Regions from separate parts of the Mus musculus genome. Here region 1 is linked to region 2. A link is a contact called in public ChIA-PET data. All regions are on one chromosome and are shown on one strand. The core of a region is the stretch at or near the end of the contact, and the rest is flanking DNA. Distances in the headings are between cores, read along the strand shown. Region 1 overlaps 0610010F05Rik (RIKEN cDNA 0610010F05 gene). Region 2 has its middle 28 kb from the start of Gm39612.

What was found. ChIA-PET counts read pairs in DNA pulled down with a chosen protein or histone mark.
Region 1: an RNA polymerase II ChIA-PET map of memory CD8 T cells shows a contact between it and region 2, with 12 read pairs. The contact joins two enhancer-like sites. A contact is called at or near these places in 2 of 115 datasets of contacts at active chromatin or transcription factors (effector CD8 T cells and memory CD8 T cells).

What each region holds. Positions count from the first base shown.
Region 1 is chr11:23,570,722-23,574,578 of GRCm38.p6, reverse strand. 0610010F05Rik (RIKEN cDNA 0610010F05 gene) reads left to right here. Exons shown (of 22, transcript NM_027860.3): 22 at 1-1,328. Among named protein-coding and RNA genes, the nearest start is that of 1700093K21Rik, 53 kb to the right of the region's middle. Within about 2 kb of position 2,133, at least 17 of the 459 cell types and tissues checked have an H3K27ac peak or open chromatin away from gene starts, as enhancers often do. A contact at or near this core is called in memory CD8 T cells, where this site is marked.
Region 2 is chr11:23,844,828-23,848,669 of GRCm38.p6, reverse strand. No RefSeq gene overlaps it. Among named protein-coding and RNA genes, the nearest start is that of Gm39612, 28 kb to the right of the region's middle. Within about 2 kb of position 2,104, at least 96 of the 459 cell types and tissues checked have an H3K27ac peak or open chromatin away from gene starts, as enhancers often do. A contact at or near this core is called in memory CD8 T cells, where this site is marked.

The sequences.
Region 1 (3,857 bases), core at 884-3,383, 270 kb after region 2:
ACTGTTTTATAGATCATGTTTTAATTTTTTTCTAACAAGGTAGATAGCATACTCAGGGAAATTTTGTTCCAGACTGTAAGCATGTACTAAGTTATGTGTTTGGAAATTGTTTATAGGTCTCTGAGAACCGTGAGATGCACACTGTTTCTATGTTTAGTTTTTCTCTGCTTTGTGATTGATGTCTTCAAATTATTCAGATAATAAATCTTGATGATGTAAGGGAACAGCAATTGTAAAAGAAAAATTCATGTCTTACACCTAGTTTACACAAAAAGAAATTATAATTTTTAGTATCTTTTAGTTGCTATATGAAGCTCTTAATTATTTGGTAATTATGCTTTTAATATCTATTTGGAAATTTTATTCTGGTGTACAAATGCCTTTCAGTTATCTGATACTTTGGAAATAGCTTATATCATATTTATTTTCAAGAAAGTATTTCTTTGTATGTGATATGTAAATCCCACGAGTACCAGCCTTATAGTTGGCTCCTGGATTCTCTGATAGAAGGATTTGGATTTATATGTGTAAGCAATCTATGATCATTGTAATTAGAAGGGAATATGCTCTTTTGATTTTCACAGATGGTAGAAGTGCTCATTGCTTCTCCCCAGAGGGGGCTGCTTTACTGATTGATGTTAACAGACTCGAGTAAAATCTGATTCTCTACAGAATGTGCTTTGTATTTTATATCTGTCTGTGATACATGGACAGGCATTTCTTCTGCCAAGTACGTTAAGGTTTTCCTTACATTAATTCTGAGCTCAAACTTATTGAAATAAATGGCAATGACAAAAATTGTGGAGAAAGTCCCTTGATCTGACTTGTTCTGCTGTCTGAGGAGACTGGAGTGCTCTGTATTCTACATAATTCCCTGGAAAATTAGCTGTGAAAATTGGTGAAAACCTTAGGTTTTAAGATTATTTGAGTGTGGCAGCACACCCCATCACTCTGGAAACTGAAGTAGGAAAATCCTCCATTCAAGACCCCGCCTCAGAACATTTAGCAAATCATTTAAGGGTTGAAATACTACAGCGAACAGGCGTATAGTATAGCTCAATAGTAGTCCTGCAGCACACCAGGCGTATAGCTCAATAATAGTACACTTGCCTCGGGTGCACAGTAGCCTGGCTTTGATCCCCGCTAGCACCGTATGAGTGGAAATGCCACAGGGAAGCTGCACAGGTGCCCAGCACATATGTGCTACCTTTCTACCTTTCTCTGCAGCGCTCAGGCAGGAGCTCTGAGGTGTTTCATTGCTCTGCTACCTGAGGCTGGAACTGTCATATTTTTTGCTGATGGCAAACTTAAATAAACATTTAAAAGGCTTTTGTCTCCAAACTTGGCAGTGATTCTTCAGCCAACCTCTTGGTATCCTTGAGTAACTCCCAGGCCAGAGGCACTGGGTTACCTAGCCAGTCCAATTCTAATGGGCTAGCATTCGCAATCTACCTCACAGCTGGTCTGTATGGGAAATGAATTCTGGAATAATGTTATAGAATTATTGGGAGTGAATAAATTAGTAGGTGTAGATAATTAATACAGTACTTTCTGGCTTATAGTAATTTATCCATAAATATCATGTATTGTTGCATATGTTATTATTTGTTTGGAAGGTAGCTTCAAATTTTGTAAGGTGAAAGTCTATTGTACCTCTTCCTATAATTTGAATTACAGAGAGAGAGAGAAGGAGGGAGGGAGGGAGGGAGGGAGAGAGAGAGAGAGAGAGAGAGAGAGAGAGAGAGAGAGAGAGATCATTACTTAGCTGTTTTGTCAGAACCATCCCCTAGACCTTCTGCCTGCCTACCTCCCACAGTGCCCACTGTCTGGTTATCATCTTCTGGAGGATCAGGGTCCTTGTTCTTGTTCTGCAGGTGATGTCTGACCACCTGGCTTGTCCACAACAAAAATCTGATTCCATCACTTTAGCCAGAATCCTCTTCCCCTAAATATTTACTCTTAGTTTCCATTCAGTAATTCTATACTGCTCTTGGCTAAATTCTGTTTGTCAGAGTGTATTCAGAGTTGAGCCCAGTTGCTCCATTACAGTGCTCCATTGCACTGGTCCCTGTACCTGCCCCTGCAGTCCTCAGTAGTCTCTTTCTTTGTGCTTTTACAGTGTTACTGAATGTTTTCCTGTGACAGTGTGTATGTGTTTCCTGTGACAGTTTGTGTTTCCTGTGACAGTGTGTATGTGTTTCCTGTGACAGTTTGTGTTTCCTGTGACAGTGTGTATGTGTTTCCTGTGACAGTTTGTGTTTCCTGTGACAGTGTGTATGTGTTTCCTGTGACAGTTTGTGTTTCCTGTGACAGTGTGTATGTGTTTGGGCCCTGGAAGGATCACCTGAGTCTGTTTCTCTCCATCTCACTATGCCTACCCGTCATAGCTTTTACAGAAGTGCTACAAATGCTCTGACTCCCCTGGCTGTCATTCCTACTTTGTATCATCTGTTACAGAGCAGCTCTGGTGACTTAACATATGAGTGGCTTGTATTCATACTTCAGTGTTCACAAACTACCACACTGCTTTACTCTAATCCACCTGCTACCCCAGGATAAACCCAGTCTCACAGCCTAGAGGAATGTGTTTCCACTGTCCCACTGTCCAGCTGTCCCACTATCCACAAGGCTCTTTCATATAAACCACATTTTGGGTTAGAAGTTACTTTCTCATCATAGGATCCTTTCTACTGCCCAATATAAAATCAGTCCTGACTCATCATAGGCTGTTTGTGTAGGTATCTGACATGGCTCTGATACAGTGCTTACTTGTTGGTTTGCATGTCTCATTACAAACAGACCCAGTTTTCTTGACCACCTTAGGTGTCCCAAGCCATCAAATGATTAGAGGATGACACCAAGCTCTGTTTCCCTGGAGTTCAACTGCAGGCTGTCTCTCTGAGGCCTGTATAGTCCCAGCATGGCAGGAGCAAGGTCATTTGTATCTGCTACATTCTCCTCACCTCACGGTGAGTTCTCAAAACCGATCTGACTCTCACTTACAGGGAGATACACCAGTCCAGTTCATTGTGAGCTGACACCAAGGGCACTCGGTTGAAACCTACTCAGCTTCAACTGCAAGTGAGTGGCATTTTAAATAAGCACCATCATGTCTCCGTGACCTCTCACTGGCACATGACACTGCAGTGCTTGGACAGTGGCAGGCACTGTAGCATTCTGTTGGCTACAGTGAGATTGCAGGTGTCTTCTATCTCACCAGTGATTATTTCTGTAGTTTCCCTCTTCAGCCATTCTCCATCTTGTTCCTTCAAGATGGAGTCTCTCATCCACCTGGAGCTTCCCGTTTTTCTGCCAGGTTGATGGCTAGAAAGCACCAGCATTAGGGTTATAGGCGCACACACAGTCATACTCACACAGCCACACTCACACCGACAGACACACCCACACAGACACACTCACACAGACATATTCATACTCTTATAGCCATGTTCACACAGCCATGTTCACACAGCCATACTCACACAGCTATACTCACACAGACAGACATACCTACACAGACACACTCACACATACAGCCATACTCAAACAGCCATACTCACACAGTCACATAGCCACACTCACACAGCCACAGTCACACAGCCATTCTCACAGAGCCATACTCAGACCTTTCTGTGTGTGCCAAGGGTCCTATTGCACTTAACCCACTCCACCATCTTTGCTGACCCACCAGTGTTGAGTCTCATGCAATCATTTTCCATCCTTATATTTCATCTACCTTTTCCTCTGCTTTTTCTGTATGAAAATAACATTATAGGATTTGGGAGATGGCTCAGTAGATGTTTGGTGCACAAGAAAAACGACCAGAGTCTAATCCCCAGAATCCGTGTTAAAAAACC
Region 2 (3,842 bases), core at 855-3,354:
GAGCACACTCTCCCTGTGGGCCAGGAACACATCCCAGTGCACCCTCCACTCAGCTTGTGGCCCTTACTCTCAGGTCTCTGTGTGGCCACAAGTTCCCCCTTCATGCTCACATGGCCTGACTTCCAAACAAAGCACCTACCTGCTGTGGTTCCCCAACACTCCACTGAAGCTTTACAAGTCTGGCAGAAACCATGTAAGTAAACAGGATTAGACAGCACAGACCACCCTGCTGTATTTGTCTTACCTTTTCTGCTACTGAGGCTTCAACCCAGGCCTCCTGCAGGCTGAGTAGCACTCTTGCTACTCAGCTGCATTTCTTAGCAGTAGGGGTTTTGTTTTTATTTACCAATGTCCCTTCCACGTGTCAGCTCCAGTGGCAGAAGTTTTGAGATTTTTTTTTTCTTACCTCTGCACTTTGAACAGCACCTGAAACATAGATGTTGCCATCTTATCAGACAAACAGCAGAAATGGAACCTGAGCACATGCCTGATAGATTGCTAAAAACCTGGCATTCGGTATTATACTGTGAGAATAAAAAATATGTAAAAGAAGGGAGAGAAAGAAGGGGCCCAGAGCTCAGCTGGTGGTGGCTGCTCCGGGGCATGGGTGCTCACCTGCAGCTGCCGGACAGCTTGGCTGCTGCAGCTTGCAGCCACACACAGCCTCTGAAGAATTTGCCCCGGCTTGAGAGCCACTGCCTGATTCCAGGGTAAGCAGCATCTAGCAATGTATATGGGGACTAGAAGTCGGCTCTGTACTCCTTTCCAAGTGGCCATGGGCTCCAGGGATTTAAGTGCTACTGGAGGGAGCTGCCTTTGTGACAACCTAAGAGCTTGGCCTCTCCTATCTATCCCAGGTCCTTCCTGCAAGGTTCTCACCTTGAGCACTCCCCACTGAAGGCCCTGTGCGTGGGCCTCTGGAGAATTACCCAGGGGCAGGGCGCATTCAGAATAACACATCCCATGGCTTTCCACAAAGATGGAAGGATCTTTAGGAAACTAGAAACAAGACAAATTAGCCAGGTCCCCCAAAGGCCATACCTGCAGCCAGATGAGCCAATGCAACCTAGGAACAAAAAGAATAAGACCATTGTTTTCGGGGCCCATGTCTGCCCCAGGTGGAAACAGCTTCATTTCATGGCCCAAAGACTCCAGTCTGGGCTCTCTGTCTAAGCAGGAGCAGTTCATGAGTCATCAGAGGCTCCATCAAATTTCCTCTCCACCCCACCCTACCCCAAGGATAGTGTTTGCTTCCCAGCCCTTCTGAAGTGTGACTGTGAGAAAAAAAAGACAAGGAGACACACAACACAAGAAACCAGGGCACCGTGAGGGCAGGGATATGCTTGGTAGAAATTTGGAGAGGGATAGGCTAGATTATTAAAATCATTATCTCATATTAGCCTTTCACTTAAGTATTAAAATGGTAAGAGTTAGCCTCTCTGTAGGAACAGCTTGAGGGCAGGTGTCAGCTGCAGAAATCAAAGCCAGTGTGCTCACATGGGAGACTGTACCGTGCTTTGTTCTATATCCTCACTAATTTAGACACCGTTATTAACACTCCCACTTTTCAGCAAAGCAGACTGTGGCACAGGAAGCTAAGAAGGGACATGAGACTTGCTGGGGTCACTCTGGTTATAAGTTTGACCAGAGTACCACATGTGTGTGTAATTTAGGGCTGCAGGCAGTACCTGTCCTGTGGCCCTTCTCACAGCTGTCCGTTTACTACCCAGGAGTCGAGAGGGCCTGTCAGAAACTCAGGCTGCAGAGAACTTGGGTTAGTTAGCACTGCAGGGGCCTCCTCGGGGAGCCCCCTTCTTCCAGCCTGAGTCCAGGGCTCAGCGTGTCCCCTCTTGTTAGGCTCGTGGTATCTGCTCTTGCTTTGCCACATTCATTCTTTCCAGATTTTTTTTTTTAAGCTAGCTTTCCACTTGTCACAAGGGAATGTGTGCTGGGGCGGAAACATCGCACATGAGCTAAAGGAGAATACAGGCACGAGGCGCCTGGTGAGCCTCCCGCGCGGCGGCTGTCTTGTGGTTCCTGAGTTTCCTCCATGGGAGATCTGATCTGCTGTGGCAGGGGTGGCAGAAACATTCATCACTTCCTCCCTCAACAAAAGGTGAGAATAAGACACTCTTTTCCTCTCCTGGGCCATTCGGTCCCTGTGCTGACTCCAGCAAGGGCTCCTTTGATGCTTTCTGAGTACCTGTCCTGGTACTTGTAGGCACCCTGGCCACATGAAGTGGAGAAGCCCTAACCTCTGCCGCGGTGCTCTTTAGGGTTTCCACTTACCGCTTGCTATGCTGGAGGTGGTCTGATTGTACCCGGGACAGACCCGTTCTGGAGGCTAGGTACTAAGTGTAGACATGTTAAGGGGTGCTTCTAAAACATAGGGTGCCCGTTGGGAAGGAAGTGGTCTACTGCTCTACCCCCTGGAGTATTTGGTAGCTTTGAGGAGAGGAAGCTCCACCCTTGAAATGCTTATTGGTTTTCACCTCGCCACGTGATTGCTCCCTCTCTCACGTGTTCCTAATGTGCTGCCCTCGCTATCACTGGGTGGCGGTGTCCAGCAGAATGTTGTCAGAGCTGGTGTCCTGCTCTTTGTGCTTTCAGGCTCCCTAACTGCTCCGGAGTGACTCAAGCAGGATGGGAAGTATGCATGGCCTTAGTACCGGTCCCCAGGGGAGAGGGATGAGGTGCTGGGTGTCCAGAGTTTACCCTAGAACCTGGCAACAGTTAAGTGATCATGAAGGGGATCAGCTAGTAACAATGACTGACCACGTCCAACCACCCTGGACTCCCTCAACCCAGTTTCCAGGGAGCATTTCCTATGAGGGAGGCAGCAGAATCTCTTTGTGGCTGCCTCAGGCAGGATCATCATGGCACTTTGTCACACTTGCTACCTTTTCAAGGGAACTTGTGTTGTATGAAGATATAGAACATCTCTGAAAACAGCAGAAGTTGTCCATGCCCAGCGGCATGTTGGTAAGCGTTTAACTGTCCTGGAGAAATAGCCCAGCTTGATGATGGCATTGAGTTCTGAGCTGGAGAAGCGAGTGCTTGATAGCAAAAGGACCCTGCTCCAAAACACAGTGACTTGTGTTTCCACTTGGATTCTGAAATACAGCTTTCTACAATGGTCTACAAAAGTCACCCCAGCGATGAAGAGCAGCCTTTCTCTCCTTAAAGCCCCAAAAGTCTCATTTGAAACACCTGTGGGAATAAATTAGTTGCACTTAGAGACCAGGACTCTATGATTCTTTGAGCCAGGCCAGATTCCACTAGGTCTCACCCCTTCTGTGACCATTGATCTCATACTCTCCCCTCATTGCTCAAAGATCTCTCTCTCACACACACACAAACTCCCTCTCCTCCCCCCTCTCTCACACACACAGTCACACACACATTCATACACACACATATACTCTCACACACATACAGTCACACTCACACACACACTCATACACACACAGTCACACACACTCATGCACACACACACACTGTCACATACACATACATTCATACACACGCATATACATACATACACTCACATACACAAGCATACACACTGTCACACTCATGCACAGACATTCATACACACTCTTATACACACTCAGGCATATACACACTCATACATATACACTCACACACACTCATGCACACATATACACACTCTCACATATTCTCTCTGTGTCTCTCTGTCTCTGTCTGTCTGTCTGTCTGTCTCTCTCTCTCTCACACACACACACACCATCACACACACTCCTACTGCACTAAGAGTTCTCAGAACTCCATCTTCCTCGCCCTCCTGGCCCCATCATGGTGTGACCATTTCCTGCAGGGAT